Regions from separate parts of the Gossypium arboreum genome. Here region 2 is linked to region 1. A link is a contact called in public Hi-C data. All regions are on one chromosome and are shown on one strand. Each heading gives the region's core, a stretch centred on a gene start, on an enhancer-like site or on the middle of the called end of the contact. The rest is flanking DNA. Distances are from core to core; before and after follow the strand shown. Region 1 overlaps LOC108464969 (2-C-methyl-D-erythritol 2,4-cyclodiphosphate synthase, chloroplastic-like). Region 2 holds the start of LOC108464966.

The links. Hi-C and Micro-C count contacts between places; a contact is called where the count stands out from the background.
Region 2: a contact with region 1 is called in a Hi-C map of leaf, with 4 times the contacts expected there. The contact joins the promoter of LOC108464966 here to the enhancer-like site in region 1. A contact is called at or near these places in 2 of 5 Hi-C or Micro-C datasets (both in leaf).

Annotation. Positions count from the first base shown.
Region 1 is chr1:36,861,090-36,867,843 of ASM2569848v2, reverse strand. LOC108464969 (2-C-methyl-D-erythritol 2,4-cyclodiphosphate synthase, chloroplastic-like) reads right to left here. Exons shown (of 3, transcript XM_017765255.2): 3 at 6,401-6,754. The coding sequence ends at 6,573. Among protein-coding and RNA genes, the nearest start is that of LOC108464961, 7.9 kb to the left of the region's middle. Within about 2 kb of position 2,398, at least 2 of the 2 cell types and tissues checked have an H3K27ac peak or open chromatin away from gene starts, as enhancers often do. A contact at or near this core is called in leaf, where this site is marked.
Region 2 is chr1:37,129,061-37,135,814 of ASM2569848v2, reverse strand. It overlaps LOC108464966, which reads right to left and starts at 3,591. Exons shown (of 13, transcript XM_017765248.2): 1 at 3,156-3,591; 2 at 1,980-2,032; 3 at 1,402-1,570; 4 at 1,241-1,304; 5 at 21-100. The coding sequence starts at 3,302.

The DNA.
Region 1 (6,754 bases), core at 1,149-3,648:
TATTTAACTATTAACTTTTATCTATTTCCAATTTTGCCCTTGTTCACATTGTTTTCTTGCTTATTTCATACCCAAACCGTCCAGCCATTAACCTTTGGGTCTAATTGCTCTTTAAATCCATCTTTTAAATACTTAAGCTATTTACTCACAATTTAACAAATTTTGTGCTATTTTCAATTTAATCCTTTTCAATTAATTAGCCATCCAAACGTTAAAATTTTCTAACTAAACTTTAATACTAACTCAATGACACTCCATAAATATTTATAAAAATATTTATAGCTCGATTTTCAACTTTGAGGTCTCGATACCTCATTTTTGACCCATTTGACCTAATAAATTCTTTTAATTCACTAATTTCACCATTTCACAAATTCTTCTAAATTCTTACTTGACTCATAAATATTAAATTACTATCTTGTTCAATCTTATTTGTCGAATTTAGTGATCTCAAATCACCATTTCCGACACCACTGAAAATTAGGCCGTTACACCCAATGTCTCATCAGTTAAATATAAGTAAATTGGCACCTAGTGCCTCATCGACTCGAAGTCGTAGAAATCCCTGAACTCTTCTAATCCTATGGCATGCCATCTATATCCGACTTAGCCCGATACAATTAATAGAGTTTAATTTCCCATTTCAAAAACAACCAATATTCAGTATCAATTTTTCATATAATCACATATACATATGAATTCAATTCAATTCAATTCAAATAATCAAGATATTCATAAAATATATATATACATATATATCAATTCAATCAATTCCCATCAATTTAAAATCAATTCAATATCAAAATCTCAAATACTCACCTCAACTACTTACCATAAGCACTAAATTAAAATTTAACAATTAAGAACTAGATTCAGATTATAGAAATACATCCGAGCTGTTTGATGTTGACTTTATCTTTCTCCTTTTTAGTCGAAGATTCCGGTACGACGTTAGCTATGGAATTAAAACAATTAAAATTTATCAGTACAACACAATTTAATTTCATATTGAAAATTTCAATTTTACTCAATATTTGCCTAAATTCCAATTTAATCCCTAAATCGATATTAATTTTATTTTTCACAATTAATCTTATATTTTCATACAAATTTCACTTTAAACTAAATTTAACTCCCTATTTTCACTTAAATTCCTAAATTTTAAAATTTTCACAATTTAGTCCCTATTACTCAAAATTTACAATTTATTCTACAATTTAATCCTTTTTCATTTCTAACTTAAAAATCTATCAATTTAATTCCCAATACTAAAATTATTCAACATTAACAACACTTAAAAACTTAATAATTTTTAAAATTTTGACATAGATTGAGTAAGATTTAACATTGAAATTTTAAAATCATAAAATTACAAGAAAAGAGACTAAATTGACTAACCAATTGAACTTTAAACAATTGAAACCCCTAACCCCGTGGATTTCTTTCTTCTTTCTCTTTTCTTTCTTTTTTCTTTCTTTCTTTCCTGTTTCGTTTTGCTTTGTTTCTTTTTCTATTTCTTTTTCTTTTATTTATTTGTTTTATTATTATGTAATATATTATACATACTTAAATATTAAAGTTTTATATTATAATATATAATAAATTTATAAATATCTATATCATTTATAAGCCATGGCATAATTCCTTCTTTGGTCTCTTTAATTTTTTAAATCTATAATTCAACTTTCACCCTTTATGCAATTTAGTCATTATACCTAATTACTTAATTACTCTTAATTCATGCAAATTCACCTAGCCAAAACTTAATTAGCCACACAACTAGCTTCGTAAATATTTTTAATAAATATTTACGAGTTTAATTTAAGGTAACAAAGTCTCAAAAATACACTTGCCAACACCTGTGGCTATCGGGTCGTTACAAAATCAATAGTTAGTTTTTTAATATAGAACTTTCTTTTCACTAACATGATAACCTTTTAATGTGCTATAGAAAAATGACAATACCATGATAAATAATCAAGTACATTTATTATTTTTAATCTAATGTATTTACCTATTTAATTTCTTTTTACTCACAATTTAAACTTTTTTATTCTAATTTCATACTTATTATTATTATTTTCAAATGAGACGTATTATTATTTATTATATTTTATATGTAAACTTATATATATTCTAATTACATAATTTTCGATAATATTTTTAATTATTATAATTGCTTTGAAAGAAAATCAACGTCCTTAGTTTTCAACTATGGGATTATGCTCTTAGAAAAAAATGCAGATCAACATACCAGAAATTAAATTCAATTTATTACAAACATTTATTGGGTTTTCTCATGTAATTTTTGACTTTATATGCACACAGCTCAACCAACATTTTCCACTTCCACAAGTTACTTTATTCATTGTGGATTCCAAAATCTTCAAAACCAGGTACGCACACACACGTTACCATGCGTAGGTACACTTTACATACCTCACTTAATCAATATTAAATTACCAATAATTCCAAATTATTTTATATCATAACTTTCATTAATTAATTCCAATCGGAATAACTTAAATAACATCAAAATTTCAACCATCTTATGTGATGGTATAGTTAAAAACCTTTCATATTGTTACTCTTACCCTTCCGGCCATCCACTTTTAGCTATTCCATGTGCATATTTGGATTCAAAATCTTGCTTAAACTGATGATGTTGTCAAGGGACTAAAAAGAAAATTAGTGGGTTTAGTGGAGTGGACACCTGCAATTAGCAAATACCGACATAAGGCAAGAGATGATACACTGTGTCCGTAAGCTAAATACATGATCGCCGACAATTAAATTAATTAGTAAATGAGTGACCGACATGATTTGGACAATTTAGGAGGACTGGAAACATCAAAAAAAAAAAAAAATACCCCTTATGTCAAAAGTGGCAGAAGCTGAATCAGATTCAGTACAATGTCACAATCTTGCTTATCTCCTACTTGTAATAATTTTATGGCCCCTTCCTCTACAGAATAATTCAACTCTGTTTGGTCTAATCTTATTATTATTACATGTATTGTGTATAAATTGCAAAATTTAGTTTTTTCTACTTTAATTTAGTTTCAAATTTTGAAATTTCAAACTTCACTTAAACGATAGTACCAATTAAATTTGTAAAGTCAAATTTTGTTATTGGTTTCGTATTGTTGATTAGTTATGCATTTAGTTACTCTTATTTTCTAATTTGATCATTTTAATATTTATATTTTTAATATTTAAAATTTCAATCTTAAAATAAAATTATAACTATTAAATTTGTTAATTAGTATAACTTTAATTTTTTTTTAAGTATTATGTGCCAATAGCTAGCTGGAATAAAATTAAACATGTAATAATATAATTTTGTATAAGACTTTAAAAATAAAGAATATAAATTAGCATATTACTATTTGGATAAAATTAAAATTTTAAAATTCAAAATTATAAACACTAAAATTTAGTTAATAAAAGTATAATAACTAAATTTATGTCTTAAGATTGAAAACAAAATTTGATTTCTTATAAAATATAACCGTTATTACATGTATTTCATGATATAACATTTTAAAAATCGTATCTGAAAATTTAAAATGTTTTTTTTTTTAATGTTATGTTATCCATACGAGAAACAAAGGAAGCATGCAAACCGTGGAATCAATTTCACTTTTATTTTCGGTTTTTCTTTTTTATAATTTTATTTCTTGATTGTCATTTTTAGTACAGTTGAATACACACAACTACACAATAATGTGTTTTTTCTTTTCAGAGAGCAACTATACAATAATGTTATTTTTATAGGTATACATCCCTTTTGTTTGATACATAAATCTTCTATTTTATTCAAGAGTTTGTGGTATTACAACCAGCTAATGAACATAATTCTGTCTGCTAGGTTGATTGATTAATAGCTCATTCATTTTGAACCCAAAGTATATTACTATCACTTTTATAAAATAAATTTTACACATTTTTTTTAAAAAGTTAATAATATAGCAATTTATCCATTTATTTTTTTCTATTTTGATCTCTAAACTTAGTTTAATGATGTGATACTCGAGATTGTATCATATTATCATTTAAAATGATTTTTACTGTCAAATTCAAGTACCAAAAATAACAAATATATATATATATATACACATATACATACTAAAGTAGATATAATTGCTAAGTTTAGAAGGTAAAAGTTATATAAACCATTTATAGAAGGGTAAACAATAAAATTAGTCACTTTTATTTGTCTCGGATTATATTTTAGTCACTTATGTTTGAAATATTACATTTTAGTCACTTACAATTGTTTTGTTATGAAGTAGTCACTCTGCCTTTAAGCTCATTTACCTTCCTAACGCTGATCCTACGTGGTAGTCCAAATGGGTTTTAAATGCCAACTTGGATGTCCTACATGGCAATCCAAATTAAATTTATTTAATAAAAACCTATTTTCATCCCAGCAATTAGACATCTAAATTGACATTTAAAACCCATTTGGACTGCTATGTAGGACTGCCGTTAAGGAGGTAATAGAGCTTAACAGTGAGTGACTAATTCTTAACAAAACGATAATGTAAGTGACCAAAATGTAACATTTCAAACATAAGTGACTAAAATGCAATCTGAGGAAAAAAAAAACTAATTTTGTAGTTTACCCGTTATAAAATAATTTCTTCGTGCATTTAAGACCCATTTCCTACAATTTTCTCACCTAACCTAACCCTGCGGTTGAAATTTCAAAGGAGTTGAATGGAGTAGTCTTCAAGGTCTCTTTAACTAAAACAAATATTTGAGTACTTATTCTTTTACTTTCAATTTTCTCCAACTGCCGCCATTGAATTCATATTTATGACATTGTTTTGCTATCTTTGACATTATACAAACTTCTGTTTATGATTATAGACTATGGTTTTCTCTAAATATAAAAAATTGAAAACAACATTACGTTTCTTAAATGTTTATGTTTTGGTCTTCCGATGCTCCAATTTTACTCATTGCCTTTCAATTTAGATTTTTAAAATTGTATATGATTTCTACTGAATTTAAAATTATATGTTCGGAAAATAAATTATTTTAAATTTATTGTTTGAATAATTAAAAATTAGATTGAATTTCGATTAATTTAAGTTTATAAATAATCTTTGTTACTATTAATAACGAAAAATACAATATGAATAACTATAACATTTCTATCATCATTTATGAATCTCTTAATTAAAATCTTTGTTTCGGATAATTAAAATGTTTAACTTTGATTACACTATTCATTATCGATAATACATGAGCAAGAACTATTAGTATTCATTTTTTTTGGGAGGGGATCAAGATATTCTTCGTATCTCATTTTATGGTTTGTAAATATCTTTCGAGGTTAAAGCTATCTTTTCCAATAATTTTGTCTTTAAAGTTCAAACAATAAAATATTTATTTGATAGAATGAGCTTGGCTACAAATGATCATATCACCAAAATAACATACATAGTTTTTAAAAGTTAATTTTTAATTTAATTATAAAATAGTAAAAACCGGATAGATATATTTATAAATCATAAACTTTTTTTTTCTGAAATTTTCCCATAATTTTCATTAATTAAATTGATGCTTGACCGACTGTTTTACATAGTCTAATTGTTGATTTAGTTTGCAAATATTTTGAGTTTTTTTTCTTTTTCCAAGTTAGTGGGATATGTCTGTTCTACAAGGAAAAACATGTGATGAAATCGAAATAAAAACAAGACATAGATATACTAGGTGGCCGGAGGTTTTAAGTAGGTCTCAATTTCACACACATTGTCAGCCTTAGAGGAGGCTTAAGGTGGAGGGAGTGGAGATAATGGTCAGAGAAGTGAAGAGCTTAAAACTTTGAAGCCTTCAATGGTGTCCCATTTTCCACCCCCACTTGGTTCTTTTTAAGTCAAAACCTTTGATTCCTCCTTAATGAGTTGCGTTCAAAAGCCTCTACTGCCACAACTACACATTGGATATTTGAAAAATCTCTTAAAAACCATGACTTTGAAATGGTCTAAGCAATTTATTGCTGTGGATGCCACTCAATAATACAAAAATAATTCTATAGTGATAAATGAATTACGTTATTTAATCAAAAAAGGGTAGAAAGAGTTCTAAAATTGATGATTGATGTATGGTAACATGATGTGAACCCAAAAGAGAGAAGTTTTTACATGCAGCAAACAATATTTGAAAAACAGTGAAAAAAAAAAACATTGATGAAATAATCATGTGAAAATCATGGTGTTGATGTATTTGATGATTTAATGTAGAACTTGCGAATGATTCAAAATTCAAATGAAGGAGATGTATTTGATGATTTAATGTAGAACTTGCGAATGATTCAAAATTCAAATGAAGGAACAGGTGGAAGTTGAACACGTGAAAGGCAGTAAAAGTAGGAATTGAACACATGGAATTTTAAAATAAATTTATCTTTGTAATGTCGAGTCTTTGACAAACTTTCATAGACCAATGACCGATTTGGAAACTGTGGGTCGAAACATATAATTTATTGCTCAAGTTCGGATCCAACTGAATACAGGGAGTTGTCTATGACAGTAAACAACAATGCTATACGATACCAGTATTTACTTCCTCATGAGTAAGACCACAGTGTGTGCTGCAATACTTCGATTCTCACCAAGGCTGTCAACCTTCTCGTGAGTCTTGGCTTTAAGATTGATGACAGATGGGTCGGCGCCTAGAAGCTCAGACAAATTGGCTTTGATAACTCCCTTCTGTGGACTCAGTTTCGGTCTTTGAAGAATTA
Region 2 (6,754 bases), core at 2,342-4,841, 270 kb before region 1:
CTCCAAAAGCTATGGTATACCTGCTTGTCTGCTCTTGTAGTTCTAAGCTCTTCTACTTCTTCCAGTGCTCGAATCTTAAGATCTGTCTTGCCTTCAAGATCTATATGATAAAAGTAAACATGTATGAAATTTCCTAAAAGACTTGCAAGCAATCATGTATAAGTGGGGATTTTATAAAGGGTTCCATTACAATCATAATTACAGATAAAGTGTGGATAGTCCACACTCCTTTATAGAAATAGCAAAAACAAAAACTTTCAATGTATTTTACTCCAACATTTTATTAGTACAGAAGGACATTAGAAACACTTGAGGTTCAATATGTTTGTTCTCTTTACCAAAAGAGGACTTTCTTATCTATTACAATCAATAAATCTACAATTTAAAAAGAGTGATCTAGATGATTTACCAAATATGTAGACTATGGGCTAGTTTGGCAATGCTTTTGAAAAGTGCTTTTGGAAAGTGCTGTGAAAAAAGTACTTTTGAGAAGTACTTTTGAAAAATTTGGTTTAAAATTTGAGTGTTTAGCATTGCTGTCAAAAAGTACTTTTGAAAAATAAAATGTCCATTTTAAACATGTTATTATCAAATAACAAATACGCATTTAAATAATATTTAAATTAGTTAATATTATTATATTTTAGTAAGAATATAAAATATTATTATAACTTCTTGTTAATATTTTAATATATAAAATATAAATTTTAAATATTTTTAAGTAATAAATATTCATTATTTGTAAAATTTAATTAGAATATATAAACTATATTTTAAATATTTAAATATAATTATTAAATATTTGTAATTAGTATTTTAAAAATATTTTTTTTATTTTTAATTAATGATTTTAACACATTTATAATTAAGTACTAAGAAAAAAAAGGAAAGTACCATGTTATTGGAGGGGTGAAAAAGTAATTAAGCACTAAAAATGCTTTTGGGGAGGAAAAGCTAAAAATTTCAGCCAAAAGCAGCTTGTTCTGCACAGCTTTTCTTCAAGAAGTGCTTTTGGAGCCAGAAGTGTTTTTGAAAAGCAATACAGAATTGGCCCTATATAGAGACTAAAAAATGCCACATCTTTCACCAAATTCATCCATAAATATTTAACCCTAAAGTATCCATCTAAATCATCCCTGGTTAGGTTTGCGGTTTTAGATAGCATCCCATCTATGAGTTACTAGCACCTTAAAGCTAAAACATAAAGGAATAATTCGCATGCCGGCTCAAAATTCATTACCATGTTGATCAGCTTCTTTCAGTTTCTCCTTTATCTGCTTCGACAGCTCAAGAATTTCAGGTGTCTGCAATTTCAAAATTTGCAAAATCCAAATAAGAAAAAGAAAAAACAAATGTCTTCAGATAAAACTAATGGAAGTGAATCAACTTAGCTGGCCTTACCTGTGTAACCTCAGAAACTGATATTGCAATAGCAGCTTTGGCATCCTCATCTTCAAGACGCCGTAGAGCTCTGCCAATTTTCCTATCACACTCGACAATGAGTCTATCAATGGCATCTTCTAATTCTCTGTCATAATTATCAACACCTTTTGACTTGGCTTCTTCATATCTAGGAAGGGTTAAGCAACCAAATATACACCCCTACACCTTACTTCTAGATAGAATAATGATACACCATTAGCCAATAGTCTGTAAGCATGTCTCTCTGACTCGTCTTTTCTTCTAGCATGCACATATTGAGAACATTTTCAAATACTTCAAACGTCAAGCTAGAGACAGCTAGAATTATGTGATCCTGTAAATATATGGCAAAACTCACAAAAAAATTAAACATAACCACATCCAAGCCTTGCACCGAAGGCTGAGAAACCTAGCTGACACCTGATTTTCAAATTGACCACTACATAGTACCTATTGACATACCCCAGGTCGCAAGAGGAGTACAAGTCAAACATTAACAACAATGTTGAAGTCACAATGCAACAATAGTTGCTAGCAATAAGACTTAGCAAGGATACTCTTTCCTCAGCTGTAAAGAGTGGACCTTTGGGCATGGTCCCATATCCATTTTCTGAACCAAGATGAGGAACAGAAAGTCATCAGTAATGTAAAAACGCATAAGAACTTCAGACAGGAAAAAGAAAAAGGATCAGAAACCACTATCTGGTGTATTTCTAAAACCTAGCATTCAACAATCAAACTCAAAACCTTAATAAAGATGGTCCATCATTGATCTACCATGTAACTAAACACATACAGCATCTTTAGCAGTAAATGATTTAACCAAAATCCTCCCCTCAAACAGAAGTATTGTATCAATAGATACCATGAGAAAAAAAGAAAAAAATTAGAAAAAGAAAAAAATTGCAAATACCATAATATGCTTATCTTGAGTGTTTGTTTTCCATGTCACCAACCAATGACAAATTAAAATAGTATAGTCAAAATCCTTTATTCTTCCTAGACATCTTAAGTAAAATAAAACTTAGGAACAGAGAATTTGCATTAAGTTTTCCCTTTCTTTTTCTAATAACAACAAATACCACCTATCATCACTGTTTTTCTCGTTTTCTTTAGATTTCCTGTATTACTCAGATCTATTCCCTAGCTACCAGTAGTAATGCTCCTTTCGGTAATTACTTTGGCAATCTAGTTTTTATTCACTTCCTCAAAAGTTATTAAAAGCAAAAAAAATAAAAAAAAGAATATTCACATTCAGTTTATAACAAGCAAAAATGAGAGAACTCAACACAATCATTCAATATAAAAGTAAAATCATGCATTTTTCCTATTCAAAAAAACTCGAAGCTAGAAATTTCATTTTTCAGAAGCATAATTGCTTCCGTGAACAAATACAATTTCCTTTCATAAGAAAAACTTAGTGAAAATGGCCTAATGGAACTTGTAGAACCATGATTCCCCTTTTTTCCTTGTAACGTATGTTCACAGAAACCAAAAGACTTCCCAAGCTCTTCAGGTTTTTCTTTTTTTTTTGAGAGTTCAAATTCATCGTCTACCTTCCTCTATCACTACACAAATCAAATAGATCTCTCCCTAAGCTGTAATTTAATAAAAAAATCATATAATGAAAGCAGAGATTAGGGCTGGACAAGACAAAGAGAATCATGATAACAAGTAAATAAAAAAGCGAAAAGAAATAAAAAAAAGCGATATCTAAATATTGATAGAAGTACCGTTAATTGGAAGAGCTCGTGAGGGCAAAGACCGGACAAAAAGAGACGGCAAACATCGCGATCGTAGTACTTGCGATTCACTTCACGTACGTCGCCATTTCGATTGGCACCCATCAGCACATCGAGCTGTTTCCTCATAGCGTCCATTGTGGTGTGTTTTTTTTTTTTTTTTCCTTTTCAGGTGTTGTCTTCTCCTTTCTCTTGCAAAGTGAAAGGGGAATCAATATTTAACCTCCAACACTTCTTTTTCTGTGAAAGAGGCAAGGCAAGGCCAAAGGAGACTTTTTCTAGGGTTTGGTTTTCGCTAGGGATCGAGAATTTCGGCCTTCCGGGGGCCCTTATGACAATTTTGATTTATTAGGTTTTTTCTAAGCCAGGGGTGAACTCATTGTTTTTATTTTTCTTTTCACTTTTTTCATACTTTAATTTAGCACATTCTAAATTTATATCATCCATAAAAAATGTTTAACTAGCTACTAAAACTATTCTTTTATTTTTTCTAAAGGCATAATCATAAAATCTCTTTTTAGTTAAATTTGACTATTAATTTTTAAAAAATATCAAATTTGATTCTCAATTTTTAAAAAGTTAATTTATTATTTTTAATAAAAATAATTTTAAAATTTTAAAATTTTAAACATGGTAGTTCGCATGACAATCCATTTATAATTCATACTAATTTTTTATTTTTATGAACTTTTTATAATTTTTTATTTTTGGATTTTTATAAATATTAAATTATTTGTTGATGTGTCATACAAAATAATTAATGTTTTAGTCATTATTTTCGTTAAAAGAAAGCTATTTGACTCTTTTTGAAAGGTTAATGATCAAATTAATTAAAAAATATAAACATTATGGTTTAAATATATTATTATGTCTTTTTAAATTAAAAAAACTAAGAATTAATTGCACCAATCATTTTCAAACTATACCCTTATTCTAAATTGCTTTTCAAACTTCAAAATGTTCTAATTAGGTCATTCCTTACTAAAACTGTTAATTTAACTATTAAATGATACGTTAAAATTTTTGGGGTAGAATTTAAAATAAAACTTTTAAAGAAAAGTAAAATATTACAGCATAAATTTTAAAAATAAAACTAAAAATAAAATAAAACAAAAAAAAAGAAAGAGTGAACAATAATTTTTGCAAAAACTTCAAAACCTTTAAACCAAGAAATTCACAATGTCCATGTTTACAATATTCATTTTTCTTTAAAATTTTTATTTTGAATTATGTTGCATAAGATCTAAAAATAATTTTAATAATGGAAGGATATTATTGATATAGTATTAATAGTTTGAAGATGTAATTAAAATATTTTAAGGTTTGAAAACTAATTTAGAATGAGAGCCATAAATTAAAGATGTTTGGTATAATTAACTAAAAACTAAATAGATTTTTCATTCAATGCAATAAATTATAGTACAACATATTTAATAGAATTAGAATCACAAATGAATTGGTGTTAATGGGAAGGTGGACCACAAGATTTAGGTGTTAAATAAGAACTTTAACTATTATTCTAAAAAATTTGCTAAATACACATTACATTGCACAACTTAGACATAACGTACCCTAAACCAAAATAACTTTGGATAAAGCACATACATGATTTATGCAAGGTGGGACTTCAACCCACACACTTGTTATAATGAAATATTAACTTATTTGATAGGAGTATTAACATTGTAATCTATCTTATAATTAGTTTTTTCTCGTGCAATAAACAAGTTAATCGCATGTTTTATTTAATTATTTTTAATTAGTAATATGTTGGAAACAAAATTTGACATATTATAAATAAATAAATTCAAATAGATAAAATTGTATCTATATTTTGATATTAAAATAATAATTAAAAATATTATAACTTCACTTCATTTACAAACTATTATTTAAAATTTTTTATAAAAAAGGTAAACGGATTATTTTAATTAGTAAAAATAAAAAAAACAATACCGTTAAAAAATTAATATGAATTTTGATTTCAAAATATTTAAACACTAATTAACACCGACCATTGTTTGGTTGTGAAAATCAACCAAATGATACCTATTACACCATTTGAGATGCTTTTTCATGGATTTTTTATTATAATTTTTCGCTCCTCTATTTTTATATTTTCATCCTTAAAAAATAAATTACAATTATGTTTTTTCTCTCCTAGCATTCAACTAATATTTTTTAGGCTTAATAGTATAAAATGATTTTGAAGAATTTCAAAAGAAATTTTATTAAATTTTTCTCAACTTTTTGCAATCAATTGAGTCCTCAAACTTATAAAATTAATTAAATCAACCTTTTGACTGGTGTTGACCATTAAATTCTAATGGAATCGTCGACATGACCGTTAACGATTGTCACATCACACAGTGCCATATCAACAAAACAAAACAATTTAAAAAAAATAAAAATATATTTTAAAATTTTAAGTTTAGAATAAACTTAGATAGCTATTTGTCCAGGTTCATTCGAATCGAATACCAATTTGTTTAGATTCATCTTGAAATTATAAAAAGTTTCAAAAATATTTAAAAATATATTAAAAATAAAATCATAAATTTTAATGAATTAAATCTAAAGTCGAACTAATCTATTACAAAAAGATGAAATTGGATGATAGAAAACAAAATTATGGTTTGATTGTAAATTTATCGATTTATTATTTTAAATTCAAATCCAAAGTTACAATTATGGTTCAATTTGATATGAGAAAAATATTGTAACACTCTATATTTGACCTGACTGTCATGTATAAGCTATGGAATGTCACATTCGTTGCCAAAGCAACTACGAATACAATTCTAATCTATTCAATAATTTATGTAACATCCCGAATTAGGGGCTAGTCAGAACAGTGGTTTCGATACCACAAATCCGATATAGAAATAATTATTTTATGATTATTATGAGGTCCATGATATGTATGCATGCTTGTGTGAAAATTTCATGAAGAAATTCTATGCATAAAATGTCCAATTGAACTTTAGGGACCAAATTGAATAAAATGCAAAACTTGTGTTCTAGAAGCTTTAAGCATGAAATTGCTTTAGATTATAAATTAGAAGGTCCTATAGCAATTTGACCAATTTTTATAATTTTGAACAAAAATGAACATGCATAGGAAAAATTTGAAAGAAAGGCTTTAAGGGCATTTTAGTCATTTGGTAAATAAAAGAATAAAAAGGGAAAATCAAAGCAAAAATGTGCTCATCTTCTTCATGTGGCTGCCGAAAATTCTAAGCACTCCATAGCTAGGGTTTTTGACATTTTCAAGCTCAATAGTAAGTGTTCCCTAGCCCATTTTCAATGTTCTTTACATTTTTGAAGTCCTCGTAGCTTGATTTACCTATTCCTACCCTTATTTTGAAGTAGGGTTTATGTAAAAAATCTACCCATGTATGATATACATGTATTTTGATGTTTAATGGAGGAATATGAAAGTTTGGTGTAAGATAAACATCTTTCACAAAGTGATTTTTCATGAAAACCACTAAAAATGACTATTTTGTAAAAGGCGTAAAATAAGTGATAAAAATCTGATTTTGAAGAAAATTATGGGCTGTTATGAGTACAAGGAAAGTTTGGCTAGG